6 separate regions of the Mus musculus genome follow, and all the other regions are linked to region 3. Evidence: chromatin contacts called from public ChIA-PET, HiChIP or PLAC-seq and promoter capture Hi-C data. All regions are on one chromosome and are shown on one strand. Each heading gives the region's core, a stretch centred on a gene start, on an enhancer-like site or on the middle of the called end of the contact. The rest is flanking DNA. Distances are from core to core; before and after follow the strand shown. Region 1 overlaps Kat6a (K(lysine) acetyltransferase 6A). Region 2 overlaps Kat6a (K(lysine) acetyltransferase 6A). Region 3 holds the start of Smim19 (small integral membrane protein 19). Region 4 overlaps Ap3m2 (adaptor-related protein complex 3, mu 2 subunit). Region 5 holds the start of Plat (plasminogen activator, tissue). Region 6 holds the start of Ank1 (ankyrin 1, erythroid).

Region 1 (4,771 bases), core at 846-3,345, 460 kb after region 3:
CACTGTTTTAAACTTAGCGCCTCCCATCCAGCACTGGCCATGTTTGTTGTGTTGCTCCTGTTTATACTCACAGTATCATCGTCATGGCGAGTTTCTTTTGTTTTAAGTGCTTTCTGATAGTACAAGGTCCTACAAATTTATCTGAAATATTTCTTGCCTCCGCTGCAGAATCAGCCCTTCTCTAAGGAGCAGAGCTATTTTTACTCTAACTTGAAAATTCTCAGTAGATTTTGAAGTAGAGAAAAATTAAAGTGATTAACTCTCCTGTTGATTGCATGATCATAAAGAATGTATCTTTGCAGCCGGGTGTGGTGGCAGAGGCAGGCGGATTTCTGAGTTCGTGGCCAGCCTGGTCTACAAAGTGAGTTCCAGGACAGCCAGGGCTACACAGAGAAACCCTGTCTTGGAAAAACAAAAACAAAAACAAAAACAAAAGAATGTATCTTTGCCATCCTAGGGTTTATTTCTCCAGTTTATGTGGTAAAACAAGTATGCTATTTTCTTGTGTAAAAAACACTAGTATTGGGTGTTAGAGAGATGGGTCAGTGGTTAAGGTACTCACTGCTCTTCCAAAGGTCCTGAGTTCAATTCCTAGCATCCACATGGCAGCTCACCACTGTCTGGTGTGCAGATGAACATGCAGACAAAGTACCCATGTACATAAATACACACATAAATAAAATTTAAAAAGTAATTGTAAATAAAAAAGTAAATGTGTAGAAAACACACAAAAAATATTGTAACAGCCAGTGAACTTGTATGCAAAGTACTTAGACAGTCTTAAAATTTACTGAAGGACGCTCAGGATTATTTTATGGCCTAGATGTATGACCTTGCATAAGTGCTAACCTTTCTAGCCTCTGTACAAGGATGTGATTCAGTCATTCCTGGGCTGTTGTCTCTGTAGCTTGGTGACATCACTGTGTTATGTAAGCTATTAGGTCAGCCCCGTGTCAGTGTGTGCTGTGTGCGCCAAGTCTCAGGCCGTGCTGCTGTTTTCTCTTCTCTGTCAAGTGAATGCATTTCTGCTCTGCGTTTGTGTGCTCTGCTCTAGCTAGTTTCCCCAAATGGCGTGCACATTTATTGATCTGCTAATGCATGGTGATGTATAAGATGGAATGTTTCTATTCCTTTTGCTCTTGAACAGAAGTAGAGGGCGTAGTCTCTGAGGCACTTTAGCATTAGAGCAGGTGGCGCTGTAAAGTGTAAAATGTCGATGAGCTGAGAAGATGCACCAACACCATGTGCTCTCTGGACACTTGCTCTTCATATCAGAGCGGGCCTTAGTGCCCAAAATCTGTGCGGATTTTGTTGTTCCTCCCCCTTCCCCCCCTTCCCCATTCCCCTTCCCCTCCTTCCCCTCCTTCCCCCTTTCCCCCATCCCCCTTCCCCCTTCCCTTTCCTTCCCTTCGCGCGCGCGTGCGTGCGTGAGTGTGTGTAAGAGTACATGTGTATGTGTTGGTGGGCTTGCACTTGGTGGGTGTGTAGAGGTCAGGGGACATTTCTAAGGATTTAGTTCCCCCACTTGTATATGGGATCCAAGGTTGATCCCAGGTTGTCAGGTTGCCCAGTTTGCACAGGAAACTTCACCTGTGGAGCCACCTCACTGACCACACACATCTCTGTGTTCTTAACACTTTGTCTTTACCAGAGTATCTGTTGGCAAACTGCATCTTTGTTTTAAATATGTTAGTTCTGCAAAGCTTTAAAACTTTTATGTTAAAGCAGGGAAAAAAGCTCATTACTATAAATAAAATACCTGCTTTCTTTACTACATAGAAACCGATTCTTCACCGAAGACGAAGAGTCCGCAAGCGGAAACACCACAATAGCAGTGTAGTCACAGAGACCATCTCTGAGACCACGGAGGTGTTAGATGAGCCTTTTGAAGACTCTGACTCTGAGAGACCAATGCCACGACTGGAGCCTACATTTGAGATGGAGGAAGAGGAGGAGGAGGAGGAGGAGGAGAGTGAGCTCTTCCCCAGAGGGTACTTCCATTGCCTGTCCTCACAGGACATCCTTAGGTGTCAGTCCTCCTCCAAGAGGCCGTCTAAAGAGGAAGAGGAGGAGGAGGAGGAGTCAGACGACGCAGATGGTAGGTTTACACACTGTTCCTTAGAGTAGTTTCTGTGTGTCTTTGAAAATAGAGAAGTAATCACTACAGACCCTTCCTTCCCCAAAGGGCTGGGAATGAACACAACTCACTAAGACAGGAAGGGGAAAGGTTGGCCACCTCTGCAGATATGGGGTTTATCTATCCATAGTCACGTCTGCATGTAAACGCGCTTCTTTAACCTGATCTCTTCTTGCTTTGCAGGAAATCTTAATTATTGGAAGGCCTTCCTTTTCACCTAATGTTGCCTAGGTTTTTGTCTGAATCCTCAGTTAAAGGGTGTTGGCATAACTGAGTACTGGATTCTGTGGTCTGCAGCTCGCTGAGTGCCTAGGTTTGGTGCTCAGCAGCTCTGGTAACTGAGTGACTGAGGAGGAGCCACCTGAGCATCCCTGGGGACCTCTGCCCTCTGTTCAGGAACCTTCCTGAACCATGCGTCTGATGGTGTTTACTCGCAGAGTAATCTCTTCCTTCTCGTTGTTTTGTGTTTATCTTGTTTTGTTATTTAAGACTCACTATACAGAGGTCTGACCTGCCTCAGCCTATTTGGTTCTGGGATTATAGGTGTGTACAACCCAGTAACCAGTCGTACATTTCTAATAAGTGACAATGATAACAAAATAAGCTACGTTGTATGGTGTAGCTAACATTCCGTCAATTACTATTAAAATAGACATATTCCCATGTACAGAAGCAGGCTCATTTGAGATGAGCGAGGAAGAAGGCAGGCTTGTTGGGTGCTGTGTCACCTACACCTCCATCATGTTTGTTCTGATGCCTCTGTCAGCCTTTGCATTTTCACAGGCAACTTAGAAGAAATTGTGTTGCCTGGTATTGCTTTGTACTACTTTATTTTATTTTATCTTATTTTATCTTTTGCCTTTTTTGGAAGAGCGTTTTATTTTATTCTCTTAAAATCTTGGCTTCAGACCTAGTACATAGGACCTGTATTTTTCTGACAGAATGTGTAGCTTGATAGTGATGAGCCCTGAGCTCAGACCTAGAATCAAAACCAAAACCTTTGTGGTATGTGTGTGTGCGCGCATGTGTCTATGTGTGTATATACATGTGTGTATATGTATGTTCATGTGTATGTGTGTGAATTTGTGTGCATGTGTGTGTATATTTGTATGTGAGAGAGCATATATGTGTTTGTGCATGAGTATGAGTATACATGGCAGGAGAAGACAGAAGAATTATAAGTGTGTGACACAGTCTGGCTGACCCACTTGCTGTAGCCTCTTAGGTGTTGGAAATCACAGCATACCTCACACAGTTTTCTTATTGTAAGGCTTACTCAATGATGCATGTTTTTAATGTAGTGATGATCATTAAGGTTCTTGCTTTATTTATTATAATAGGTGATGACCCAGTTTTCCTCTTGTTAGATATTGCTGTGTGTCTAGGGACCTGAGACTGTTTTGGTGTGATTGGCACTTGGTGCTGTGCTCTGTCTTGATTCACTTTGTCACAATGGTCTCTCTCCTGTGAGCTCCTATGACCTTGACAGTTCTTACTCAGACTGCTGTTGCCTTTGCTGACTTCCCAGATGTACCACAAACAAACCTTTAATTCTCTCTTCCTCTACATTCATACCCTTCTAAACTTATTAATAACTGAGAATGTATTTAATGCATTGAATTCTACTTTAAAATGATTTAAAGTTTATCTTCTGTGTCTTGCCACAATTAGGAAAAGTAATGCTACTGTTGAATTTATTTCCTCTAAATATAACTTGTCACATTGACCATTTCTTACTTGTTCGGGACTACAGATCAGTGCGTGGTTAAGACTACATACTATGCAGTTGGTCCCATTTAGCACAGTGACTAACAGCTATTCACAGGGGAGGCTTAATTGTGGTCTACAGAATTGCCTTATGATCCTACTTCAAGTAATGATTTTGTGGAAACGAAAGCAAACCAAAGAGGTAACAGAAAGCAAACAGAAGCAGCTGAGGTGTAACTTAAGCGGACACTCCTGCTCCTCTTTACTGCGTCTTCATAGGTGGTAGAATCAAGTTGCCCAGGATTAGCTCACTTCTCTGCCAGGTCACTGTGTTACTTGATGTGCAATCAGTTAGTGTTTTTCCTTAGATTCTTCTGCTGTACATGCTGGTCTCAAAGAAATGCTAGGTCTTGTAACCTCTCTCACTATCTCTTTTCTGTACAGACACTCCTGTCCTAAAGCCAGTATCTCTCTTGCGAAAATGTGATGTGAACAGTGCTTCACTTGAGCCAGATACCTCTACACCTATGAAAAAGAAAAAGGGATGGCCCAAAGGCAAGAGCCGAAAACCTATCCACTGGAAGAAAAGGCCTGGACGGAAACCAGGATTTAAATTGAATCAGGAAATCATAGCTGCTTCTGCACAGGAATGCATAGTTGAGCCCGTAGTCCCCATTAAACCAGGCCGTAAACCCAGAACTCAAGAGAATGAAGAAATTGTTGAGGTAAAGGAGGACTTGCTGGAAGAAAGGAAAGAAGAGATGCACACAGAACCAGATGAGGAGGCCGAAGAGGAAGAGGATACAACCAGCAGTGACATTAGAGCCATGTCCCCATTGGACAGCAGCAACAGCCCTGAGGCAGAACCAAAAGAACCCGAGCCAGAGGAGGAAGACGAGAAGCCTTCGGACGATCAGAGGCAGTCAG
Region 2 (4,812 bases), core at 1,594-4,093, 410 kb after region 3:
AAAGGGAGAGAGGGGAGTGACTCATCTGTGGATTTGTGTAGTGTTAATTACAAGCCATTGTGGCGTTTAGATTTTTGTTTAGTTCATATTGATTGCTCAGAATGTCATCGTGCATGGCAAGGTGCTAATTCAAAGTTCTCTTAGTCTCTGGCAGAGGGCAAGTGTACTAGGAGATTGGGACCAGGTATGGTGGCATATACCTGTAATCCCAGCATTCGGGAGGCAGGAGCTGGGAAGGATGATTGTGAGTCTGAGGCCAGCACACTCTACATAGCAATTTCTAGGACTGAATAGCAGGACTCAAACCCAAAAAATAACAAAAGGAAAAGGTTGAGAATAATCATTATACTGTTCAAAAACCTTTCCTCCCGTCTCCCTCTGTTGAAATAAAATAGGGTTATTAAATAAATATTTTGAACAATTGAACAATTTTACATTAAAACCACAAAAGCTCTAGTAAGTTTGATGAAGATAAGCAAAGAGACACACACCTAATTTTAAGTGTTTATTAAATAAAGAAGTAACTTTACGTATGTACGCGAACTTTCTTTAAAACGGGAAAATGCAGAGCTTCTTTTGTTATATGACCCATTCATTTATTTGCTCAATTATTAATACATTAATGTGAAATAACACACTGTTTTTGAATATATACACAGGGTTGGGTCACTACCACTATAATCAAGGTACAGAAAAATTCTGTCTGTTCCAGAAACTTCCCTCATGTTGTTGTTGTGCAGTTCCTAAAACCTCTTCGACCCCAGTGCTGGCAAACCATCTTGGAGTTGTTATGCTTCCCAGAGCATTGAGTTTTCTAGATGGTGATGTAACTAAAATCGTACAGAACCTTTGGAATCCTGTTTCTCTCCTGTAACATAGTCTAGTTAGTATTTGTGCTATTTATATCAGTTGATGACCCCTTTTTATTGCTGAGCTATAGTTATCCATTATAAGAATGTACTATTACTGTTCCATTAAAGGGTAGTTTCAGTGCTTGGCAACTGCAAACAAGGCTACTGTAAACTTGCATAGACAGGTTCTGGATTGTTCAAGTAGGCTTTAAATGTCATCATAACTGTTCTTAGGGAAGTGGAAGAATCTCTATATGTGTGCCTGTCTCTGTGTCTTTCGCTCCACACATATATCTCCATCTCACCCCACCCCCACACATACACACTCAAACACTAATACACACTGATACAAAGGCTCAGAGTGATTAGACTGAGACTGGTCACAAACAAGGAGTGCCAGGAGCCATGAGAAAACTGAAAAGGTCTGTAGAGGGGGTGTGTTTCACTGTCACCTTGATTGAAGTCTAGTAATGCTGATTTCAGACTTGCATGACACGTGAATGAAGTCTGTGTTTAGGCTTGGGTCTCATCTCACCTTTAAGATATATGACCATGTGTAGGCATACACTGAAGTCCTAAAAACCCTGAAACTTGGTCTCAAGCATTATTATATATATATATTTTTTTTTCCCGAGACAGGGTTTCTCTGTGTAACCCTGGCTGTCCTGGAACTCACTTTGTAGACCAGGCTGGCCTCGATCTCAGAAATCCGTCTGCCTCTGCCTCCCAAGTGCTGGGATTAAAGGCGTGCGCCACCACGCCCGGCTTCAAGCATTTTGAATAAGGGCTGCATTGGCTGTTTAAAACGCCGTTGTAATAAAATAGATAGAGAAGTATTTCATCATGATTCCTTTTTAAGTGTGTGTGTACCCAGACACACCTGTCCTCCTGTGGAGGCCAGAGGGCCTTTAGGGAGTTGGTTCTCCTTCCATCTTTACGTGGACTCTAGGAATTTAACTTGGATTATGTATCTTCTGTCATGATTTAAGCTTTTTACTTCCTAATGGTTGTTGTGTAGAGCCACTGTTCATGTGCTTTTTAAATCGTTTGATGAAATCTCCATATTTTTTGCTGTTTTTTAAAATTGATTATTTTTTCTTTATTTAATTTATTCATCTTTAATTTTTCTTTCAAGCCTTTATTCACCCACAAATAGCCCTTGTGCTCTAGGGAATTAGCAATATGTTTATATTTTTGTAGTTCTTGATGCTTCATGTTTCATTGCTAAAAACTTGTTTGTTTTATAGTTTTTAAAATGAGCTGTTCTTTTCTGGCTCCTGATAGATTTGCTTAGTAAGGGCAGTGAATTGGCCTTTAATGAGCTGGGTTGGATAGTTCTGAGATTGCAGTGACAAGAGCCTGGAGTGAGAAGATTATTTTGGTAATGCATAGGACCAACCCAGAAGGAGTAGTGGAGATAGAGTTGGCTTCTGGGACAACTAAGCTGAGAGTTAACTTTCAGAGTCCCCTATAATCTCCTTCCAACCCCCTCCCTCCCCCAGGAAATGCCTGAAATGTTGGGGAATGCTGAGCCCTGTATATACTAATTATTTTTATTATTGCACCCATCTAGTTAGGCGCACAAGGATTACTAATCAGTGTGGTATTTTGTGGCTAGAGCTGATTGTGGGTATCTAAATCCCAGGGAGCTGGCTGAGGCTGCTGTGCTCCCTGGATTCTCTCAGTGGGGGGCTTGAGATCTCTCCTGTCTCAGACATCTCCAAATGATTAGGATCAGAATTGGAAGTGTCTTTCTGCCTTAATGACCCTAGAGTGGAGGAAAATGTATCTTATACACAAACCTAGGGCAGGAAACCTGTAAGCAAGCTGGTTTTGGCTGAGTAGTGAGTCACATGTATATCCCTAGAGTCCTTGTTCTGGCTTGTTTGAGTATTTTAACTTGAATTAATGTGATGATGGGCTGCTGAGAGGGCACAGTGGGTAGAGACACTTGACCAAGCTTCCTGATTGAAACCCACATGACTGAAGGAGAGACCCAGCTCATGCACACTGTGCTCTGACCTCTGCACACGCACTGTGACGTGGAAGCCCGCTTTCCAGTGCAGTTTAAAAACATAGAATGTGAATAAAACAGTGGTTCCTGATAGTTTTTTTTCTTTGCCAGGAAGCAACCCTGTGTCAAAGTCAGGAACTCTGACTTTGATTCCTCTCTGAGTTCCTGTAAGAAATAGCCATTTTTCTTCCATATTCAGACCATCACCCTTGCTGTTTTATAGACACATCATCTTTTTTCTGCTGTCCTTATACATGCTGTGTTTTACTGCGCTAGATTTTCTCATCACTCTTTAGGTCTTTGCAAAGTGCCTGGCTTGCTTCACTGAAGTAGTTATCACAACTAAACAGTACTCCACCTGCCTCTTTATTGGCTTTTTCTTGCTAGGGCATAAACTGCATGAGTTATAGACAGTATCTTGTTTACTCCTGTCTTCATATTCCTCAAATAGATGGGGCATATGGTAAGTGCCTGAGGGATTTTGAATGAATATGAACAGCACATTAAAAAATAAAATAAAAGGGCCCAACCTGATATGAGCTTCCTTATGACATAGAGTTTGTTGTGTAGCTGGAGACACAGTAGCCATTGCAGTAGGCTTCAAGTGAGCTTATGTGAAGATTGCTGTACATGGTGATTTCTAGGGTTTTTTTTCCTTTAATAATAGTGATTAATTCTGTTACAAATCATGACACTAATATCTGCTTGAACAAAATAATTTCTGATAAAAGGTTTGTGTAGGAGAAAGGCAGGCAGAAGTCTTGGGCTTTTTGAACCCCATCAGAGTAAGCCAAGATTTTTGGCTGTGTATGAGATTTAGTAACTAATTGGGTACAAAGTTCATTTCTTGTTTTCTCATAGGGAACTGTACTGTTCTTTCACATGATGCTCACTCATTGAGTACATAGACTAAATGGTTTCCCACCCCCAAGACAGGGCTACTCTGTGTAGCTCTGGCTGTTCTGGAAATTACTCTGTAGACCAGGCTGGCCTCGAACTCAGTGCTGGGATTACAGACAAGCACCACCCCTGCCCAGCTGATCTTCCCACCTATTAATTACTGCTTTTGCTCTGGTGTTGAAGGATTTTTCTCAGATAAGCTTACATTCTTCTTCTAGTTACCATAAAGGTTGGAACAAAAATAGTGTTTTAAGATTGTATTTAAGTCTGCCGGGCAGTGGTGGCGCATGCCTTTAATCCCAGCACTTGGGAGGCAGAGGCAAGTGGATTTCTGAGTTCGAGGCCAGCCTGGTCTATAGAGTGAGTTCCAGGACAGCCAGGGCTACACAGAGAAACCCTGTCTCCAAAAACCAAAAACCAAAAACAAAACAAAAAAAAATTGTATTTAAGTTATTTAAGTCTTATGTAAAGCTAACTTGGATCTTGAAATTTATTTTCACTTAATAGACTTCAGGATTTTTGGAAATTGAAATCATAACAGGTCCACATTGTAGAATTTTGACTTGTATTTTAGGTTCCAATTTTGGAATTATTAATAAGAATGATGTAATTGAGATTGATAACTATGACAGCGTATAAAAAGAGTCTATAGAGATGAGGCTGTCACTCCAGAGTTGTGCTGTTGCTGCTGTCAGACAAATAGTACATTTTCTGTAGTGAGATACTAAATACGTGGGATTTGAATTTAAGCCATTGAGGAATGAAGTGAATTCAAATCATTTGCTTTGACAAAGAATGCTAGTGTTTGTAGCAAAACAGAAAACAGAAAACAGCAAAACTAGAATGTAAAAAAAAAGTAGAATGTAAAAAAACCACACAAGTCCATATGTATTAGTCATCTTAGATTTTTTTCTTTGCCCATAAGTTACTTTGTTCACGAGACACTATTGTGAAGAGCTTTTCTTGCTAATGTTCATTAACAGTTATGTATTTAGTTTTTCATCCAAAATACAGTTTCTCTGAAATGTTCTAAAATGCCAACATTAA
Region 3 (4,673 bases), core at 469-2,968:
ATCAGGAAAGAATCAGTGATCAATAAGGCAGGGGCCACTAGGATCCGGAGTGAGTGCCAATTATTTACCTGACAAATTAACACAATGTTTCCTAATGCCTAGTGGATCTGAACCCGGTTAATTTCTTGCGAAGGTTTTCGACACAACCCTGTCCACCTGCCATGGTGTGAATAATATACTTCTACCCAGAGATTGATGGCTTCCTACTATATTACACTTTAATCATACTTAGAAAAAGCTTTTCTAACCATTGCTGACCCAGGATGGCAAAACAGATTCTATAAAACCATCCATAGTATGCAATAACACCGCTGCTCCACAGGTCCTGGGTGGATGAGTTTCCTTAGACCCACAGTTTAAAGGGTCTGCACTGAAGCTAGGCCTCTCCTGCTAGTCCTGACACCATCAAGGCCACGCTTTGGAAGAGTCAGGAATGGAGAGTTCAGAGTCCACAGTGCAGACATGGAGGTACTTTAACCACGCCTCCCACGCACTTTGTGTAACCTAACCAAGTGTGAGGATATGCGCCTTTCCCCTTCAGTCTAAAGTAAAATGTCCAGGGGTTGGTTCATTTCAGGCAAGTTAATGCTCTAGTAGATTGATGCTGAGAGTGACATTCTGGGCTCTTATGGGAAAACTGACATCTTCCCTCAGCTGTCCGGTGATGTAATGTTTAAACTATTATTGCATTAGAAAGATGCTAGCTAGATGGAGCTGATTTAAGCTGCAGGTTAAACACGCATATTAAGAGATCATGACATCAAAAAACGCATCCATCGGGATTTAGTTTAAGGCTGACCTCCTTTTGGGTGACAAAATCCTTTTCAGGTAATCATGAGACATTATCCTAAGTTTTAAAGTTTGTCCACTCCGTTCTAGAACCTGCCACCTCGCTTGGAATGCTATTTTCTGCCTCTCACGTGGGACTTTTGTTACTCTCTCACGGAAATTCAGACTACACATAATTTCTAACAACGGAACCCAAACACCATGAGGGGAAGATTCATTCTCCTGACTCTCTGAAGCACTGCGACGTTTGAGGTCCTAAAACAGACGGGAACAAGGTCACAGGCTTTCACCCCATCCTAGAGGACGGAGCATAGCTGAGGCCTGTGGACTGCGCAGTACACGTTCGAGTAATTTTTTTTTTCTTTTTGCACCCATCCTGCTTTGACGCACTGCAACTCAATAACAGGTGACAGTGGTGGCTCTGAGATCCCAAGGCCACAGGGACCCGGGGAACGGGAGGCGCAGAGGTGGCACACAGATCTGACGCCCAAACCTGGCCTCCTCCAGCCGCCGCCCCCCTCCCCCGAGCCTGTGCAATCTGTTCCAGGTGACATACAGGACAGTCCTCCCGCGACGGGACGCCGCACGCTCCCGCCGGCGTCTCTGCGGGCTCCGGGGACCCTAGGCACGCTGCAGCCGCCCCGCTCACTCCGCCCGCAGAGACACCCAGGTCGGGATCTGACCCGCAGCAGCTCGCAGCCCGCGGCTGGGCCCGGACTGGACGGGACGGGGCGGGGCCGGGACGGGGGCGGGGCGGTGACGCAGCCGCGCGCGGGCGGGCGAGCGAGCGGGAGAGCGGGCGGGCGGGCGCTCGGCGGCTGCTGAGGTGCGGAGGCCGCCGCGCCGAGCCGCTCCGCTCCGCTCGGGCTGTTCCGGGAGTCGGGCGGGGAGCGCGGGCCGAGACCCAGCGGACCGGACGACCTCGCCTTCGTCACTTCCTGCCGGCCCGCGGTTTCCGGAGGGAACGAGAAGCCAGGTTTTGTTATTGGTTTTTCTTCCTTCCCTCTGTGCGGGATCGGAGCCCGACGCCGCGGCGGCACCGCGTGCCGCGTGTGGCGGGAGCCGAGCGCAGCGCGGTGCAGCGCGGCGGTGCGTCTCTCCGCGCGCCGCGGCCCGGGTCGGCGCGGGCGGGAAGCGGCGGGCTCAGGCCGGAGGGCGCCGAGGCTCCTCCGCGGTGGGGCGGTCTCGGGGTGTCTGCGCGTGCTCCCGGGACGAAGCTGGCTGGCTGGGTTCTCGGTCTCCTCATCTTCCCGGCTGTGAGGCCGAGGCGACTGCTCTCTCGCATCTTTGCTTGAATGGCTAGGGTGTTTTTAAAAGAAAAAGAACAAAAAAGAAAAACACCATTTGCGTGGGGGGACTTGAATAAGGTTACGTTTTCCAGGGTGAGGCAGGTGGTGATCGTTAATGAGTGAGTGCAGTTTCGCCATTAAACCGATCAGTCGGTCCCCCCAGGTTAGTGCGGCCATGCAAATAAAGCGGCCCATTGTCCACGTGCTTAAGGGCTTAGCAATTCCAGCAGGGCAAGTTCTCCGGGATCATCTGACTTCTTGTTACCATTCTTGCTCGCAGTGTAGCGGTTCTCTTGAGTTGGCGTGCAGAGATAAGAGCAAATAATTAGACTGTAACTTTTCACAAGTTGTCTTGCCTATTACAAACTCACCTTCCCTTAGGATCAGTAACATGTTTTTGTAGTATCAGTGTATGTGCGTTTACGTATATTATACACACAATCATTTATATAATTTTTAAACCATTTAGTTTGAGTTTAAAGTTAGAGAATTAGAAAGAGTAGTACACGTGGTGTTTGCTGCCTGTTTGCCGGGACAGTGCCAGATGTTCATAGATGTTTTATATCAGTTCATTCTCAAGGGGAACTTCTTACATAGGCGTAGATTGTTCAGTTTCTCAATACTTAAGTTTGATTAGCTCGCACCACTATGTAGAACGTTGGCTTTAAATAGTTGTTTCTCTTCTGAAAATAAGGGTGCTGATCACAGAATAACTTAGCAAATTAGTGTGGCTTTAGAAAGAAGTTCATAGAAGTGTGTTTAGTCCATTTGGGTGTATAAGAGTTTTAAAAGCCTTGTGGCTCTTTTCTTACTCCTAAGTGCCCATTATATAACATGGTCAGAAGTTGATCTAGATAGGGTGGGCACCAGGCAAAGGTACAGAGCCGTTACTCAAATTTGGGGTCCTTTGTATTTCTTACTACACTTCCTAACTGAAGGCAAACAAACATGTGAAATGATTTTTTTAACACCAAACTAAGAAAATTAAACAAAAACAAGCTGTAGGCTGTTAGATTTTTTTATTTTGCTTGACTGCCCCCCCCCCCTTTTCTCTTTTAGGTAGGGTCTCACTGTGTATCTCTGACTGGCCTGGATTTATGTAGATCAGGATATATCTCTGAACTCAAGAGACCTGCCTGCCTCTGCTTCCTGAGTGCTGGGATCAAAAGTGTCCCCTCCTACACTCAGCTAGGAGTTTTGGGGTTTCGCTGAGCATTTGAATATTAAGAATGTTAGATTTTTCTGTATTGTGCATACTTGTGCCTAACTTTTAAATTAGGATTTAAGTATTTTAAACACATATTCACTTATTATATCCAGTGTAAGATTAAACTATAAAAACACCATTTAAGGTTTAGGTAGCCATAACAGTTCAAAAGCTGATTTGTGAGGGTGATGGTAGAGAGTAGAAGTGGCTGGAAAGTTTTGACAGACTCGGGAAGGAGCTTGGAAGCTTGTACTTGTGGGTAAATTAGCATATTGGAACTTACATATCAGGTAACTCTAATGGTCAGTCACTGGGAAGAATTAAAAGTTGACAGAGCTTTGTGAGTTGACATTTACCAAAGGGTTTCTCCCTTTACTTGAGGACATGGCCTTTGGGGAGGGAGGCAAATAGAGAAGAGAAAGTTGCAAATTGTCTTCCGGAGTGAATTCTCTGTGTGAATAACTCGTACTACCACTTATGAACCTTGTCAAGCACTTTGCAAGCGTTGAGATTTGTGGGTAGGTGTTGGTAGTTGAAAGACAGAGAAAGGGAAGAGAGAGTAGTGGTAGGAATTTCCTCACTGTCTTTTGGGCAAAGTTTGGAACTGAACAGAGTCTATCTATCCCAATAATAGTGACAACAAATTTATAAATCACACCATTTTTATCAAGAAATATGGAAACTATTCCCTTAATATATAATCTGTACCCAACTGAGTAGATTTAAAATAACCTGCAATATATGAAAAAAATTACTAAATAATTCATATGTGCCATTTCTACGTTTGTGACAGCTGTAGTGAGCACAGCACAGTCTTAGCTCCTGCCTGTAAGTCATCCAAGTAATGATAGGAAGGGGAGCCTGTCTCGTTCTTCACTTCAGAACTGGACCCCTGGGCTGGGGGTGCAGCTTAGTGGAAGCATTCACCTAGAATGCTTGGAGCCCTGGGTGCTATCCCCGTAGTGCAAAAGCTGAGATGGAAACCCTTGTCTCTGGGGCCAGTGCCCTTCAGCCCACAGATTACAAGTCCGTTTGTGCTAAGCATGAGTTGTTGCTTATCCCCAGGGCCTGGTGCAGAGCCTGGCCAGGAAAAGTATTTATGGAATGAACAATGTAGCAAGTGCATCTGTTTCCTTTAGTTTAGCTCCGTCTTTCTTGCCTTTGAGTGTAGGGCTGTTCCAGGCTTACTTCTATAATTGAATCCTACATTAGGTTTTCATGGAGTTTGTTTCCTCACTTCGGATACAATGTTGGTTAAGGCCATACCTATTTATTCAGTACTATTTTTGAGAATTGCTTTGGCATTTATATACTGTTGTCTTGTATGTACCTATCGAATAAATACTTGTTATCATGGGAAAACATCAAACGTATTTTAAGCTATAGGT
Region 4 (4,640 bases), core at 583-3,082, 310 kb after region 3:
AGAACCTGTCTCCCAATAGAGACATACATATGTAGTGTCTAAGAGAAACAGAAACTGAACTTTAAAAAAAAATGTTCAATGGTGTTTTGGCTGTGTGAAGCAGTTGCAGTCTCTGGAACTGGAGTTACAGATGTGAGCTTCCACGTGGGTGCTGGGAATTGAACCCTGATCCTCTGGGAGAACAGCCAGTGCTCTTTACCTCTGAGCCATCTCTCCAGCCCCAAAACTGAGCTCTTAACAAGCACAACACACTTCCAGGTAGTGAACAGACATCTGTTGGGGTGCACCGTGTGAAAGCTGACTCTGTATATACAATTGCTGATCACTGTACCAGCTGAGAGCTGGCCTGACTTTGGTGGTGTTATTCTTAGGCCTCATCATCTGCCTCGGTACTTTGTAAATACCCCTCCTTCCTCACCCATTGATTGGCTTAATAAAGATCTGACAGCCAGTAGCTAGGCAGGAAAGGGAAGGCAGGCTGAGAGAGGGTCTCTGGGAAAAGAATCAGAGGCGGGGATTCACCACCAGATAAGGAAGTGGTTGTAGGTACCGAGAAGGTGGTTGGACAAACTGGGACAGAGAGAGCGGCAAAGAACTAATCACATGGTGTGTCGTGGGCTAGGATAAGGTTAAGTTGAATGAGCTAGATGGGAGATAGCCCAAGCTAAAAGCGTAAGCTATACTAGAAATCAGTAAGTCCCTACGTCATTTAATCTCTGGCAGGTCCAGAAAGTCCTGCTATAGATGTCTAGAAAATTGGTTTAGAGAGTTATCAGTGACTACTCGTATCAACTGGCAGCATTAGACTCCACCTGGTGCTTGGAATGAGACTCACTCTTTATAGGCTCTGTGTTTGGATTCTTGGTCCAGTTGAAAAGGATTAGAAAGTGTGGTCTTATGGGAGTAGGTGTGTCGCTGGGGGGTGAGCCCTGAGGCCCAAAAGCCCATGTCATTCCCACTCTGCTCTCTGCCCCCTACTTGTGGGTCAAGTGGTGAGCTCTCATCATACCTGCCATCTTGCCTTTGCTCCGGCATCACGGACTCTAACCCTGTGGAACTGTAAGCCCAATTAAACACCTTCTTTAATGAGTTGCCTTGGTCGAGGTGTTTTGTCCCAGCAATGGAAAAGTAAGTAAGATGCCCATCTCCCTCAGAAAAACCTCTACAAGAGACACTTGGGAACTGGCAGCTCCACCCTCTGCCCGTGTGGCACACAGGAAAGGACTGGCATGGGCACCTGGGGCTTTAATGGCTTTGCCTTTTACAACCTGGAGAAACCATTAGATTCCTCTAGACCTTAGCTGCCACCAACCTTACAAACAGCACTAAATGACCCATCTCCCAGGGTAGCTGGAGACTCACACTCTACCCAGAGTTTCAGATGTCTCAAATGAGTGCCTTCTACTTAGTGAAGGGTAGTCTCAGTAACCAGACATAGTCCCCAGGACTGGTAAAGCTTTATTAAGACTTTAACATGGACCACACACAGAGCGAGCAGCTATTAAGTTTCCCTGCACAACCTTTGCTGACAATCACTGGGTGGGGTTGGCGAGGCTTGGCAGTACCCATGATGCCTAGGTCTGCTGATCCTATACTCCCAACACGGCCTCCTAGAAAAAAACAAGCTATGCTGTGCTCGAGGGGATAAATGAGCTGCACTCACTAACTTAAACGCGCTCAGGGTCCAATATACATAATTCCCTGTGACCCAAGAAAACTTGGAATCCCCACCCCCAGAGCCTGTGAAAGTGACCTGCAAAGTGTGTACCCTCCACAGCAGGGTGTGGGACACTCATGCAGATCCTGGTAGGAAACATCTGATTGCACATAGCACAGTTCAACCCCACGAGGAAACCACAGAGAAACTCTACTCGGCAGCAAAAACAAGTCCTGACCGCAGCAAGAGAACACTAGCCAAAAGATAGAAAATAAGTAAGTGAAGTCCAAGTACTTAGAAATAGGACTTCAGAGGAGAGCCATGCAGACTGAAGGAAGCCGGTCTCCTTCTCCCTCCAAGCACAACACAGAGGCAAGTTGCGCCCTAAGCTGTAAATTAAAAACAACACACCCGCCTTTTATGTATTCAGTAAAATGACTAGTGGACACATTGAAACGAATTAAGAATACTCTGTGCTCCTTCAGCGGCTATGGTTTAAACTGTGGACTACTCGTGGTCAACACAGCCTGCCCTCCTATGGTATTAATTTTATTCAGAGGTTCAAGACACTTTTTGTTTTGTTTTGTTTTTGTTTTAAGTGCGGACTGGGAGCTATTTGGGAGCTGTCTGTCTGTCTGTCTGGGAGCTGTAGCCGATAGGTACAGACAATGGAAAGCAGCTTCGTACACTGAATGTCCTCAGTGGGCTCACACTCACTTGGGGATTCTGATGGGACCTTCAGACAGGAAAAGCAAGGCCCAGGGCCAGTCCGGCTTCACAAACATCAGTGGAGGTCAGGGAGCATGGACATGATCCACTGGGTGGCGAGTCCCCCACATCAACTCCACCACTATCACTCATAAAACCTGCCTGCACCGAGCACTGCTGTTTTGGGAGCGATCCCACTGAGGAGTCAGATAGCCAGCAAAAGTCTGTACGCCGCTCTAGCAGGTAACCTTCCCAACAAGACGACGGGCCAGCGCAAGCAGCCAGTGACAATCTTAAGAGCCAGGCTGTGGCACCTTAGTCTCCAAAGAAAGCTAATCCCAGTGCGGTTTCACGTCAAGCGTGGACTTGAACTTTCAAAGTCCTGGACATACAAAGCCTTTCTACACGTGAGAGGGGTCTGAAAGAAACTACTGCACTCGGCTTGTCCTAGCCTCACCCACCGGGGAGATTCCAATCGCTTTTCTCGACAACCCTTCACTATGGTATCTCTTCACACCAGCCTCTCAGTCCTGCCCCCCATCGAGCAGATCTGTCTTCATTGTGGGTGGTACCAGGATGAACCAGGACTCCAGGTCAGGGCTTGATCACCGAGGTACAACCCAGACCCATGAGTCAAATCTCAACTGCTCTTTCTTGGACTAACACCCATTTTTCTTCCGATCTTCTTTTTTCCCCTCTCATATCTTTCTATCTTAAAAAAAAAGAAATCAATAGAGACATCTTCCATTGGGTTTAGGTGACTGAAACCAAACATCACAGGCCGGTCTTTCCCCACGGCAACTGTGTTAAAAGTGATGAAATGCAGTGTCACAGGCCGCTGCTCTCCAGGCCACGCCTCCAGAACTCAGTCAGTGCTGCGCTGGGGTTGGCCTCGTTTTTTTCCCCGAATGAACTTTCTCTCCCTCCATCACTTATGTGGCTGAAGACGGAGGACAAAAGGGAGTAGATGGAGCCCGGAGGGAACGGACCTAAGAAACAGGCTGACATTTTACTTTTAGACAAGTAAGAAATGAAAAAGTGTCCGTGAACTGCTCCTTCGGCAAGACGTTCCCTTCAGGTTCGGACTTGGAACTTGCCGGCTTTGGTCATGTATTTGATGCCTTTAAAGGGCTTGTACTTCTCCCCGTACATATCCAGACGGTTCACTTTGAGTCCTGGAGGGAGAGAGGAAGAGAGGAGTGAGACGTGAGTATCTCCCAGGAGCCACCAGCAGACAGTTGCCTGGGTCTGTCAGTGCACACAGCAGGGTGTGTGGAAGAGACTGTCTTAACAAGCCTGTTCTGCCAAGCAGAGGTGGACAGCTCAGCGATCTCACTTCAGGCATTAACAGCAAAGGTGACGTCAGCAGGAGGCTCTCCTGTGGGACAGGGCAGAGAGGCAGGCACGGACTGCAGTGAGGGTGAGACAAAATAACGCGTGGCATTTTGCTCAAGTTGTGCTGCTGATTGAATGATGACAGCATTCATGAGTAATGAAAGGGAATGAATGGATCGATGAGGGCTTCCTACACACTGTGGCCCAGCTGACCGAAAATGAGTTTGCCGATAGCTTTAGGGCCCATTAAGAGGTTCAGGAGAAAGAGCATATCACTTAATTTAATCATCCAAGTTAAAGAGTCTTTCAGTAAAGAGAAACAAGAATGTTCTCTAGAGAGAGAGCACATTTCTTCCTAAGGCTTTCAGAAGGCCCTTCAAAAAGTTAAACAAGAATAAAACGTGTCTTAGGAGATGCCAGGTTGTAACAAATACCCAGCAAACGACCTATTATTATTAATTATTACAAAGTATCTATTATTACTTTCCTAAGTGTAGACAAACTGGTGAAGCCTGGCAATCTCTAAAGACGGTGCCAGTGAAGAGTAAGTCGGCTGAAGCTGGGGCAAAGGGGCTTATTTCTCCCCATTCCTGGTGAAGAATGGAGGAGTACCCTAATACTGAAAACCGACAGCTCTCCGTGATCCAACAATGGCCTGTGGAGGCCTCTGTCAGCCCATCTCTCTCTCTCTCTCTCTCCCTCTCTGAGACAGGATTTCTCTGTATAGCCCTGGCTGTCCTGGAACTCACTTTGTAGACCAGGCTCGAACTCAGAAATCCACCTGCCTCTGCCTCCCAAGTGCTGGGATTAAAGGCGTGCGCCACCACTGCCCGGCTCTTTTTTTTTTTTTTTAAGATTTATTTATTGTTATATCTAAGTACACTGTAGCTGTCTTCAGACTCACCAGAAGAAACCATCAGATCTCATTACAGTTGGTTGT
Region 5 (4,814 bases), core at 1,386-3,885, 280 kb after region 3:
CATCTGGTATGAAGTCACTTTCTTTTTCTCAGAGTGGTATGCAGGTACCATGAAAGAAACTGAAAAGAAAAATCCATCCGTTGCTACAGCAATCGAGCCCTAATGCTGTGTTTTAATCTTTATCTACTCATCCTTGTGGGGTTTATAGAATTTACATCACACTTAGGGGCAAGGTGATATTCCTAATTTTGGTATGTCTATATAACTGTGGTATCAATCATCCTCAGACCATACAATACTGTACTATGCTGATATGTCGAATGCCAATACTCCTCTATTTTTGAGCATCTAAATTATCTTCAGTGTCACATGATCAAAACAATGGTTTAGACCAGGCTTCTGGATGGTGCATTCTTGGAGTTCAAGGTCAGCCTGAGTTACATAGTTCCAAAACAAGCAAGCAAGCAAACAAACAAACAAACAGAACCCAAGGTTTTATAATCATGTGTGGAATTTTAAAACTTATTGTTATTAGGTTAAAATTTCAGAAGTCTGCTCCAGGAGAATTGCCTGATTTTTAACTTTTCATTTTCATCACTTCGAACGATTTGTTAGAATAGTGCAAATCCCTCTTGTACAGTCTGGTAAGCGATTCTTCATAGCTATCACCATCTCCAAGAGGACTTTGCTTTGTCCTATCCATTTTTTTCCTCAGGGAGTGCATGAGCCTGCAATTCACCCACCTGGTCCAGCTAGCCAGTGTAAGTCTCCAGTGCAGATGAAGGCCTGGACAGTATATGCTGCCTTTACTACTTCTAAGCGGATATGAGCGAACGTCTGTTAACTCTAGACTGAGAACAGACAAAGGAAACAATTCCATGGGTCTAGCCTGGAGAACTAAACAGTGAATTCAACTGGGGTAACTTCCAGAAGTATGAGATGAGGGGTGTCCTCTGGTCAAGTCCCTCACAAAGAAAAGTCCCTCACCACCTCAGCATTTGTTAATAGCCCATCCCTGTGTCCTCGGGGAGAAATGGGGCAGGGAGATGCAGGTCTATGAGCCTTGGGCCTTAATAGGGTCTAATTTCAGGGCAGGACCAGCCATGGCATGCATGAGGAGTCCCTACATCCCAGCAGTGTATTCCCAATAATGCCATCTGGATATTTACCTCATTTGTCCTTAAAAGCTGATCCCCTTTTAAAGGAGATGCTTTTAGTCTGTACACAGAGCACCTGCCTCCTGGTTAATAGCTGTGTTGTCAGCTTCTTGCCCACTTCTCTTTCCTTGGGCTATCCTGGGAATCACATCACTTCTTAATTAGTTTTCTCATCATGGTTTTTGTCCTGATACCTCGTCAGCTGTCCACTTCCATTGCCCCCAACAAAGGGATCATTAAGCCAACTCTCTGCCCCCACAGGTGACACACACTACAGAGAGGACCCCCATTGCAGAAGCTAGCCTTAGGAACTCTTTCTTCAGCACTTCATTTTCTTATCCATCTGCCCCCAAGTTATTGTACTTGGAGCCCTTTGGAGCAAAGGGCTCCTAGGCAAGTTTCCCAGGATGTGATATCATTAAGATTTATTTTCACTCCCCCCACCCCACCCCCCTGCAATCCTTTGACTAAAATCAAAGTTCCCATTGTTATGGTATCAGCTTCCCATTTGTATTTCTGGCTCTTCAGTCTTGCTTCCCACCCCCCCCCACCCCCACCCCCCGGAGTCTGACAGGGGAAACAGACTCACAGGTGGTAGAAACACAAAAGCTGGGGTTTCGGAGGATGTGTGTGTGTGTGTGTGTGTGTGTGTGTGTGTGTGTGTGTGTTTATGGAGGGGAGTGTGCATTTAGCAAAACTCAGGGCACCTGTGATTACTGAGAAACCCTCCTCTCAGCTCCACGCCAGCCGAGATTGACAGAGGCCACTCGCCCACCCCTCTGATGTGCAAGCAGCTGCAGATGAAGACTAAACTGGAATTTTGGGTGACCTGGTGCCCCGAGACTGCCGAGGCTTTGGTAGGTTGTGAAAGGGTCATCAGAATAGTAGTTTTCAGGAGCTTTTATTGTCTGCCTCCGGGGTGTGGGGCTTAGAAGAAGGATGGCTTAGGATAGAATTTCAGGGTGCTGAGGCTGAGAGACCTGCCCATTTCCCCACTTTTCTCAATTCTCTGAGAGATCTCTGCTGAGATGCCGCAGAGAAGCACCTCAGTCTAGGAGAGCAGGTCAGAGGTAGGGAGCGCACCAAAAGTCATGTGCGTTCTATCTCCAGTCACACCCAACCCAGCTTATCATCATCTGCCCGGCCAATTAATTGCCCACGTGTCCTGAGGGGTAGTTGCTTCAAATTCCAGAAGACCTCTCCCCCATCCCCAACTGGGCGGGGCTGTTTAGAACTATAAACTCATGGGTCAAGACAGGAGCTTAGAGCAGCAGATCCTTACAGTTCCTTTTAGGCCTTTGAGACCGGGGTTTTAAAACAGGATGAGTCTTAAGTCCCCTCCAACTCTGAAAATTCCTGTGATTCGATGACATCAGTACGGTGAATAATCAAACTGGCGGCAAGCCAAGACTGGCTGTGCTCCTCCGCGCGCACTTCCTCCCCCTCCTTAGAGACACCGGCTGCTCCATTGGCTCCTCAGTCCACCCACCAGCAGAGGAGAAACCCCGCCCACACCTCTGGCCCCACCCCTTCTTCATCCTTCAAATTGGCTGGAGCTGTTCAGGGAGACAGAGCCTGCAGGAACTCAAGAGCTCAGCGTCAAGGAGAGGCCCCTGCAAGAGTGGGAAAGAAGCAAGCACTCTCGGTAAGTTAATTTCTGCCGGTATCTAACAGCTGACTCTTCTTCTGTCCCTTTAAAGTCTTTGGGGGCAAACTGAGCCAGTGAAGGGATGCTTAATGGAAGCACAGACAGAGGACCAGCCAGCATCATCCAGGGTTCTTTGCAATGACCCTGGGTAAGCTGAGGTGAGAGGGAGAGAATGGGAGAGAGGTGTCTCTTGCAGAAGTTTTGCTTGCACAGGGGAGAAAGCAAACAGAATGACTCCGGTTCTTTCAACAGACAATGGGAGCAGCACTAACGGGCAGTAACTAGATTCAGCTGCCTTCCTGAGCTGAGAAGCCAGAGTTGTATGGCTACCTTCTGACCAAGGAACACACTAAAAAACAGGCTGGGCATCAAGGAGGGGGCATTTTGCCTGGGCAGCATGATTAACTAGGCTGGCAGAGAGAAGCTGAGATTTTTAGGAACCTCTCATTACTAGTGGGAGTCAGGATGCAAAACCTCTCGTCTCTCGGGAGTTCATCGCATCCTCTCTTCCGTTCTTCCAGTCAATCTCACCCTTGGACATCAAGCACAGATGTGTTTGCTTTTTCATGCTGCAGCTGGAAGAGTCTAAAGGCTCTCTGGATTCCTTCAGGACCTTTGTTTTCTTAACCTCACAGAAACAGCGGGAGGATGGATGGAGTGGGGGGAGGGAGAGATGGTGTGGGCGTGGGAGGAAAGTATGCAGCGCTCCAAGATAACTAAGGACGAAGCTTCAGTGCAAAGAAAAGCAGTAGCAATGCTTTAATTTGATGGCCAGCTTAGAATGATGCCGTGGTCTTCCGCAGCTGATAATGGGGCAGGGGCATATACAAAAAACGTGTGTCTGTTGTGGTGGTGGATATTTAACAATCCTGCGAGCGCGTCACAAATACAACTGGAGTACACTTACAGAAAAATACAGCTAGGGATTTTCACTGAGATCCAGACGTGGCCTGTCCAGAACAAATCTATGCAGGTCAGTGGAAGGTAGAGTGGGCACAGCCAGTGAGGGTTAAATAATATTCAGCCCCAGACCAGATACTGGAAACACTATAATGTAAACAGTCCCTCTGACCATCCTGTTCAATCCACCTAAAGTGTTTTTAGGAGAGCCAGCCTGTATCCTGGCAGGGGCAGTACTAGCTGCACCCCCCCACCCCGGACCAACTGGATTAGGACGGAGTTTCCAGGACACCCCCAGATTATTTGGAAAGTCTCCTGTGAGTTCTACAGCAGCTGGCCTGCTCTCTCCCAGACCCAGGATGCTTGATGCAGCCGGGAGGAGCAGAGGAACATCTATATTTCCGCTAAGGCTTTGGGGACTGAAGCTGCACACATCAAGACTGCTCACTGAGCAGGGTGCTCGGCCAAAGCCAGAGAGTGACTCAGAGTTGCCTGCCAGGCTCGTGGACTGGAAAGACTGGTGTGAGGGTTGTAAGGTGAAAACACATGTGCTCGTCCTCCATCTAATGGTGGAGGCTGCAAACACGGCTTATCAGCCACAGTTAATAGACTTAACGCCATTCACAGTGTAAAGTTCACACACATCCCGAGACACCAGGTCTCTGTGAGTGGGAGCCTTTGGTGGTCTGAGCTGAAACAGTGCAATCTGAGTTCTGGCAGCTGTGCATCTATTGTCTCAGAATAGCTTTTTTTGTTTCTTTTTTTTTTTTCTCTTGGGTGTCAGAAAATGCTGCAGGAAGCAACTAAATGCAGAAACCAAGAACTGAAGGCCAGCTTTGAGCTGGCCATGGGATAGGTCTCACTTCAAACCCAGTCGGGTGCTGACGACCCAGATTTCTAGAGGACGGAGCTGGAGTTGGGGCTGCAGCTTAGTTGGCAGAGTGTTCACGTGGAATGCAGAGAGTCTTTAGGCCTGATTCCCAGCACCAGGTAAACTTGGTGTTACAGTGAACACTTGTAATCCCTAGTGCTCAGGAGATGTGGGCAAGAAGATCAGAAGCTCAAGGCTAGCCTGGGATAAGTGAGATCCTGTTTCAGGAGGAAAGGAAAGGAAAGGAAAGGAAAGGAAAGGAAAGGAAAGGAAAGGAAAGTTAAGTTACAGGTAGAGA
Region 6 (4,875 bases), core at 472-2,971, 500 kb after region 3:
AAGCAGGGATGTAGATCCTGATGCAGATGGCCCCAGGGAATTTAGATGACACATGGGTACCAAAAAGGCCTGGAGTAAAAAATTGGAGGTTAGGGTAGGGCTGACCATTCAGGTCCTTGTAGATAGTAGAGCATATTTTGATCTCCATCTTGGAACAAAAAGGACGTTTCTCTGGGAAGTAACAATAATTACACCAGTTTGTAAATATTATTCATGACTACAGTCAAGGGACTTAGCGGTGGGATGCCAAAGACATGAGGTTGGGGCTCCAGAGGGTGTCCTTCTGAGCAGGCTGGTTACAGCCAAGGTGTGTTATCGAGAGAGGGGCCTGTGGTGGTGATGGAATACGCCTCATCTGAATCCAGACAAGAATAGACCAGATTCTGAAGACTCAGCATAATAATGTAAAATCGCATCAATAATATATCAACTTCATGTTGAAACGATGGCTTGGGAGATATACAGGCTTAAAAATACATTTAAAATCAATCTTCTAGTTTCTTTACATGGAAAAAAAAAGTGGCTACATGACAATTGAAGTTGCATGTGTGACTGGTATTTGTGGTTCTGCCTGCAGTGAGAAGCCCCAGGACTCACCCCTGGGAAATGACAGCAGTTAGATCTGTCAGACCCCTGTGGTTACCCAGCACCTTACCTTCTGTCAGGGGCCTAGTGGGGAAGACAGAAGTGGAAATCACTGAGCGAGATGTGTTTGTGAGAAAGAGGGGTGGGAACAGTACCTAGTACTACTCCTTCTGCTCCTCACCAGAGCTGCTTCAAACCTGCACAGGCTCGGGAGGGGGGGGGGGCGGGCGAGAGGACAGGAGGGAGCAGGCTGTTTCATAATAACTTCTCCAAGACTCAAACACCAGTGTTCAAGACTGTCCTTAGCATCCTGTGGGATAGGGAAGGAGGAGGTTGGGAGCTGCACCAACCAGACTGAAAGGGCAATGTTCATAGGTCAGGGCCTCAGTTTCCCCGCCTGTCACATGACTGAGTGGTGAAATGAGCTTAAGCCGGTTCCCCGTTCCCACAGTCTACGTTGGTAGCTGCGTGACCCCCAGCTGGTAAGGTTCTTTACAGCAGCCCAACACCGGTCCAGACCACAGTACCTACGGAGGGAGGGTGGAGAGAGACCTGGTATTGCAGGGTGGGCGGTCCCTGATGGGGAGACCCAGTTCCACTCCCGTCCAAAAGGAGCGAAAAGAAAAAGAATGGACTTGACGCTGGACTCGTATTCTAAGTATATTTGGTAAAGATGCAAAGGAAAGGCCCACTTGGTTTGACCGGGGCAGATCAAGCTCTCCTCCAGGAGCCCCGGCCCTTCCCGGAGGGCGGCCCGGGCCAGGCTCGGCGCTAGCGGAGTCCGTGCCGCAGCGGTGCCCCGGTCCCACGCTCCGCAGCTCGGCCAGGCGATGCTGGCATTTTCTCCGCCGCCGTCAGGCACGCCGGTCCGCAGGGTCGCCGGGCCCGGGCGGAACGGCCCCGCTTTGTTCCCGTCGCCCCCAAGGCGCCCCGCGATCCCCACCCCGGGACCCCGCTGCAGCGGGGACCCAGCGCCGGCTCGCAGCGCCCCGCGCCCAGCCTGGTGGGGCGGCCGCACCGAGCTGCCCCCGCTCCTCCCGCGAGCCCGCGAGTCCGCCCTCCGCGGCCCGCGCCGCAGTACGAGCCTCCTCCCTCCCGCCCCCCGCGCCGCCGCCGCCGCAGGAGAGGGGGGGCCCGGGCGGGCGGGCGGGCGCGGCGAGGGCGCGCGGCGAGCCCAGAGCCGGTGCGGGGCGCGGGCGAGCGAGCTCCGGCCGCGGCGGGAGGCGCCACCCCGGGGCTCGGCTAGCCGCGCGCCGGCCTCTCCTCGCCCTCCGCCCCGCGCCCCGGCCCCCGGGCGCCGCAGCCTTCGCCTCCGCCGGGGAGAAGCTCGCGCCCTGCGCAGCTGAAGGAGCCGGCTCTCCCCGGGAGGGTGTCGTCGCCGCCGGCTCGCAGAGGGCGCGGGCCCGGGAGGCGGGGACCGAGCGCCGCGACCCGCCATGGCTCAGGCGGCCAAACAGCTGAAGAAAATCAAAGACATCGAGGCGCAGGCCCTCCAGGAGCAGAAGGAGAAGGAGGAATCCAACAGGAAGCGGCGGAACCGCTCCCGTGACCGCAAGAAGAAGGTAAGGGGGCGGCGGCGGCCCCGCACCGAGGCGCCCGGAGTAGCTGCGGGAAGGCGATCGGCCGCGCTCCGGCTGACCCCGCGGGAGCGGGAAGGGGGGAGGCGGGTAGGGCGAGCAGAGAGCGGCCCCGGGGTTCCGGCAAGCTGCCCCAGACTCATTTCAGCACCTTGAACAGAGGCCCGCGCTCCGGAGGAACTTTTGCCGCCTCTGGGGTGGCAAAGCGGGTAAGGGGCTGCACCGCGGGGCGCAGGGCTGCTCGCCTGGCTTTCTCGGGGAGCTGCTTTGGGTGAACAGGGCAGGCGCTCCAGAGGTGGTACTGTCCGCTCCTGCTCAGGTGACTAGTGAGTTCTCCTGCGCCGCCGGAGAGAGCATCTTCCTCCCAGATCTCTCAGGACGAACTGGGGCGACTGCCCTTCCCGATCCCTTCCTGACCCTGTGGGTCCGCGGGTGGACCTGGAAGAAGCAACTCACCCCTCAGGCATTTGGCAGCATTTTATGTTAAGGTCATTCCAGAGGAGTCACTGGTGGCAGGGAAGAGGAATTCCCTTAGAAGCCTCGCTGGGGCTTTTCCAGCCTGACCCAAGGCCTGGTCGGAGAAGAGCTCTGCCATGGGACATCATGAGGGCAGTCTTTCATGGGACAAGGGTCTGTGCTGAGACAGCCCAGGGATCCAGACCCCTGAAAGCAACTGTTGCTATTTGCAGTCCTTCTTTCAGATCATGGCGGGGTAAGAACCACAGTAGTTTAGACCCACGGTCTAATTACAAGCACCTGGATGTCCACAGCGACTAAGCAGGGCACTCTACCGCCGGCTAGAGCTTCAGGGATGCACAGGCTAGGAAAGCGTGAGTGGAATTCTGGGAGTCCAAGGTAGAGCTGGACCCTAGCTTGCAAGAGCCATCTTAACCTGGAGAAGTTGATGTGAGCCTGCAGGAACGTCCCCTGGCCAGAGAATTTGGGTTCATGGGGCGTCTTCACAGAGACGCTGCCCTTGCTTATGAAAGACTCCCTCCCTGAAACTGACTCGCTCTGAGAAGGAAATATAGAAGCTGTGGTTGACAGCCGTGTAGGGGACAGTCTACTTCGAAGTAGGTGGCAGGGCTGATAGGGCTCTTTTCCTGGAGATGACACTGGGCAGGCTGAGGTGTTCTCTGACTCTTAATCTAAGGAATCACCATGTTAGGTGTTCCTATACGCCTGACAGATACTATAGTGTTCCTCTACCCTCCCTCTCTGCCCCTTCTCTCCCCCCCCCCCGCCCCAATATTGGCACCTCGTGTGTAAATAGGAATTTCAGCATAACACACTCTTTAAGCAAGAGGTCTTTCCCAAACCAACAGTGAATCAGTTTGGGCTGGTGCCACTTACAGGGAGAGTACCACGTTAGGGTCTCAGATGCCGATCCAGCAGGCTAGGCAGAGAAGTCTCCTAAGAGAGCTTAGTGCTCCTCCACTCTCTTGGCAATGGTGTTGGGCCTCTCTGTATTTCCATCCCTGTTCTTGATCTTGGAGGAAGACTCAGTTCCTCGTTCTCCTCTCATTTCTTGCCTGGAGCTTCCTCTTCGTATTCCCGACCCCAGAGATGACAGTCTGACTAACAGTAAAAGCAAAACTCTCTTCAATTTCATTTCTTCTTAACTGACCTCATGCGATGTGTGTCTATGAAACAAAGCCATTTGGAGATTGATTCTATGTCTTAAGTCTTTGTCTTTGCATTCTTGGTGAACTTTGCCCCACGTTTGGGTTCTGGGTGATCAGACGTTCCCCTGTCCCTGGGTTGCGTCGTTTTGACTTACTAGCTGGTCACAGCACACTGCGTCAGTAGGTGTTCGGAAATCTTCCATACAGATTATCTTGGTTTTCTGCAGTGTCTTGAGAGGTTATGATTGGTACAACAACCAGGAAGTTTTAATCCAAATGGATAGTGATGATGTGAACTCCCAGGATATATTGTTTATCCAGGGACACATTATGGGGGTATTTGGAGGGATGCTTTGTTTATATTTCATGGTCATTGTGAGGTGTTCTGGATGGTCACATAAGGTAATATAGCTAACACCTACAGCAAAATATAAAATTGCAAGAAAGTGGAAAGACCCTAGAAGAAAAGGAGAGGGGCAAAAGGCAATACAGAAAGGAGCATTTCTTTGTTTGTTTCCACTTAGTGAAGGGCACTGGTATTCTGGGTCTGTGCATGCTAAGCAGGTGCTTTACCATTGAGCTATATACCCCTAGCCCAAAGGAAAATTGAGAGAAAGTTCTGCTCCGTCTAGGTTAAGCAGTGGGCTGAGCACTGACTGAAGGTTCATATAAGGTGAGGTGTTTACTAGAGAAGGAACGTCTCGAGATATAACATTAAAATCAAGCAGTGGGGGAATGCTGTAGCCGGTCTCACAGATGACCCTGAGAGTCATCTCCCTTGTCTTCCATGAGCATGGAAAAAGAACTTCCTACAATACAAATGGATACATTACTACAGAGACACGGCAATTTATGGCAATGGGTCCCTGAGCCAAGGACGCTCTTGAATTTACTAGAAGGGAAGAAAGGTGTCAGTCTCGGGTAACTGCTTAACTGGGGCTGGCTGAGCAGAACCGCATCCCTCCCCCCAACCCCCCATTCGTAGGAATAACCGCGGTAACCTGAACGGTGGTTGCAGCTTTTGCAGTTGGGATACTGTGTGGGAAGGTGCTTGTTCAGGGTGCTGCTGTGCACCAGGGGATGGATGC

What was found. Promoter capture Hi-C pulls out the DNA fragments that hold promoters and counts their contacts. ChIA-PET counts read pairs in DNA pulled down with a chosen protein or histone mark. HiChIP or PLAC-seq counts read pairs in DNA pulled down with a chosen protein or histone mark.
Region 1: an H3K4me3 HiChIP or PLAC-seq map of bone marrow-derived macrophages shows a contact between it and region 3, with 3 times the contacts expected there. The contact joins the enhancer-like site here to the promoter of Smim19 in region 3. A contact is called at or near these places in 6 of 39 promoter capture datasets (the C10 cell line, cranial neural crest, hematopoietic stem and progenitor cells and 3 more), 4 of 115 datasets of contacts at active chromatin or transcription factors (bone marrow-derived macrophages, embryonic stem cells, pro-B cells and 1 more) and 1 of 9 other capture datasets (liver).
Region 2: a contact with region 3 is called in a promoter capture Hi-C map of liver. The contact joins the enhancer-like site here to the promoter of Smim19 in region 3. A contact is called at or near these places in 8 of 39 promoter capture datasets (the C10 cell line, the HPC-7 cell line, cranial neural crest and 4 more), 1 of 484 Hi-C or Micro-C datasets (CD4 T cells), 5 of 115 datasets of contacts at active chromatin or transcription factors (bone marrow-derived macrophages, extraembryonic endoderm stem cells, memory CD8 T cells and 2 more) and 1 of 9 other capture datasets (adipose tissue).
Region 4: an RNA polymerase II ChIA-PET map of memory CD8 T cells shows a contact between it and region 3, with 11 read pairs. The contact joins the enhancer-like site here to the promoter of Smim19 in region 3. A contact is called at or near these places in 6 of 39 promoter capture datasets (the 3T3-L1 cell line, the C10 cell line, the HPC-7 cell line and 3 more), 6 of 115 datasets of contacts at active chromatin or transcription factors (bone marrow-derived macrophages, embryonic limb bud, embryonic stem cells and 2 more) and 1 of 9 other capture datasets (adipose tissue).
Region 5: a contact with region 3 is called in an H3K27ac HiChIP or PLAC-seq map of extraembryonic endoderm stem cells. The contact joins the promoter of Plat here to the promoter of Smim19 in region 3. A contact is called at or near these places in 10 of 39 promoter capture datasets (the 3T3-L1 cell line, the C10 cell line, the HPC-7 cell line and 6 more) and 2 of 115 datasets of contacts at active chromatin or transcription factors (extraembryonic endoderm stem cells and memory CD8 T cells).
Region 6: an H3K4me3 HiChIP or PLAC-seq map of bone marrow-derived macrophages shows a contact between it and region 3, with 2.9 times the contacts expected there. The contact joins the promoter of Ank1 here to the promoter of Smim19 in region 3. A contact is called at or near these places in 2 of 115 datasets of contacts at active chromatin or transcription factors (bone marrow-derived macrophages and microglia).

What each region holds. Positions count from the first base shown.
Region 1 is chr8:22,933,701-22,938,471 of GRCm38.p6, forward strand. Kat6a (K(lysine) acetyltransferase 6A) reads left to right here. Exons shown (of 18, transcript NM_001081149.2): 17 at 1,780-2,098; 18 at 4,289-4,771. Among named protein-coding and RNA genes, the nearest start is that of Ank1, 39 kb to the right of the region's middle. Within about 2 kb of position 2,096, at least 51 of the 459 cell types and tissues checked have an H3K27ac peak or open chromatin away from gene starts, as enhancers often do. A contact at or near this core is called in bone marrow-derived macrophages, where this site is marked.
Region 2 is chr8:22,880,173-22,884,984 of GRCm38.p6, forward strand. All of the region lies in intron 3 of Kat6a (K(lysine) acetyltransferase 6A), which reads left to right. Among named protein-coding and RNA genes, the nearest start is that of Gm46036, 22 kb to the left of the region's middle. Within about 2 kb of position 2,844, at least 76 of the 459 cell types and tissues checked have an H3K27ac peak or open chromatin away from gene starts, as enhancers often do. A contact at or near this core is called in adipose tissue, bone marrow-derived macrophages and liver, where this site is marked.
Region 3 is chr8:22,475,161-22,479,833 of GRCm38.p6, forward strand. It overlaps Smim19 (small integral membrane protein 19), which reads right to left and starts at 1,719. Exons shown (of 4, transcript NM_001146117.1): 1 at 1,346-1,719. It overlaps Slc20a2 (solute carrier family 20, member 2), which reads left to right and starts at 1,540. Exons shown (of 11, transcript NM_011394.3): 1 at 1,540-1,765.
Region 4 is chr8:22,785,914-22,790,553 of GRCm38.p6, forward strand. Ap3m2 (adaptor-related protein complex 3, mu 2 subunit) reads right to left here. Exons shown (of 9, transcript NM_029505.3): 9 at 1,441-3,540. The coding sequence ends at 3,440. Among named protein-coding and RNA genes, the nearest start is that of Ap3m2, 17 kb to the right of the region's middle. Within about 2 kb of position 1,833, at least 24 of the 459 cell types and tissues checked have an H3K27ac peak or open chromatin away from gene starts, as enhancers often do. A contact at or near this core is called in memory CD8 T cells, where this site is marked.
Region 5 is chr8:22,755,087-22,759,900 of GRCm38.p6, forward strand. It overlaps Plat (plasminogen activator, tissue), which reads left to right and starts at 2,636. Exons shown (of 14, transcript NM_008872.3): 1 at 2,636-2,742.
Region 6 is chr8:22,973,115-22,977,989 of GRCm38.p6, forward strand. Ank1 (ankyrin 1, erythroid) reads left to right here and starts at 1,722. Exons shown (of 44, transcript NM_001110783.3): 1 at 1,722-2,147. The coding sequence starts at 2,022.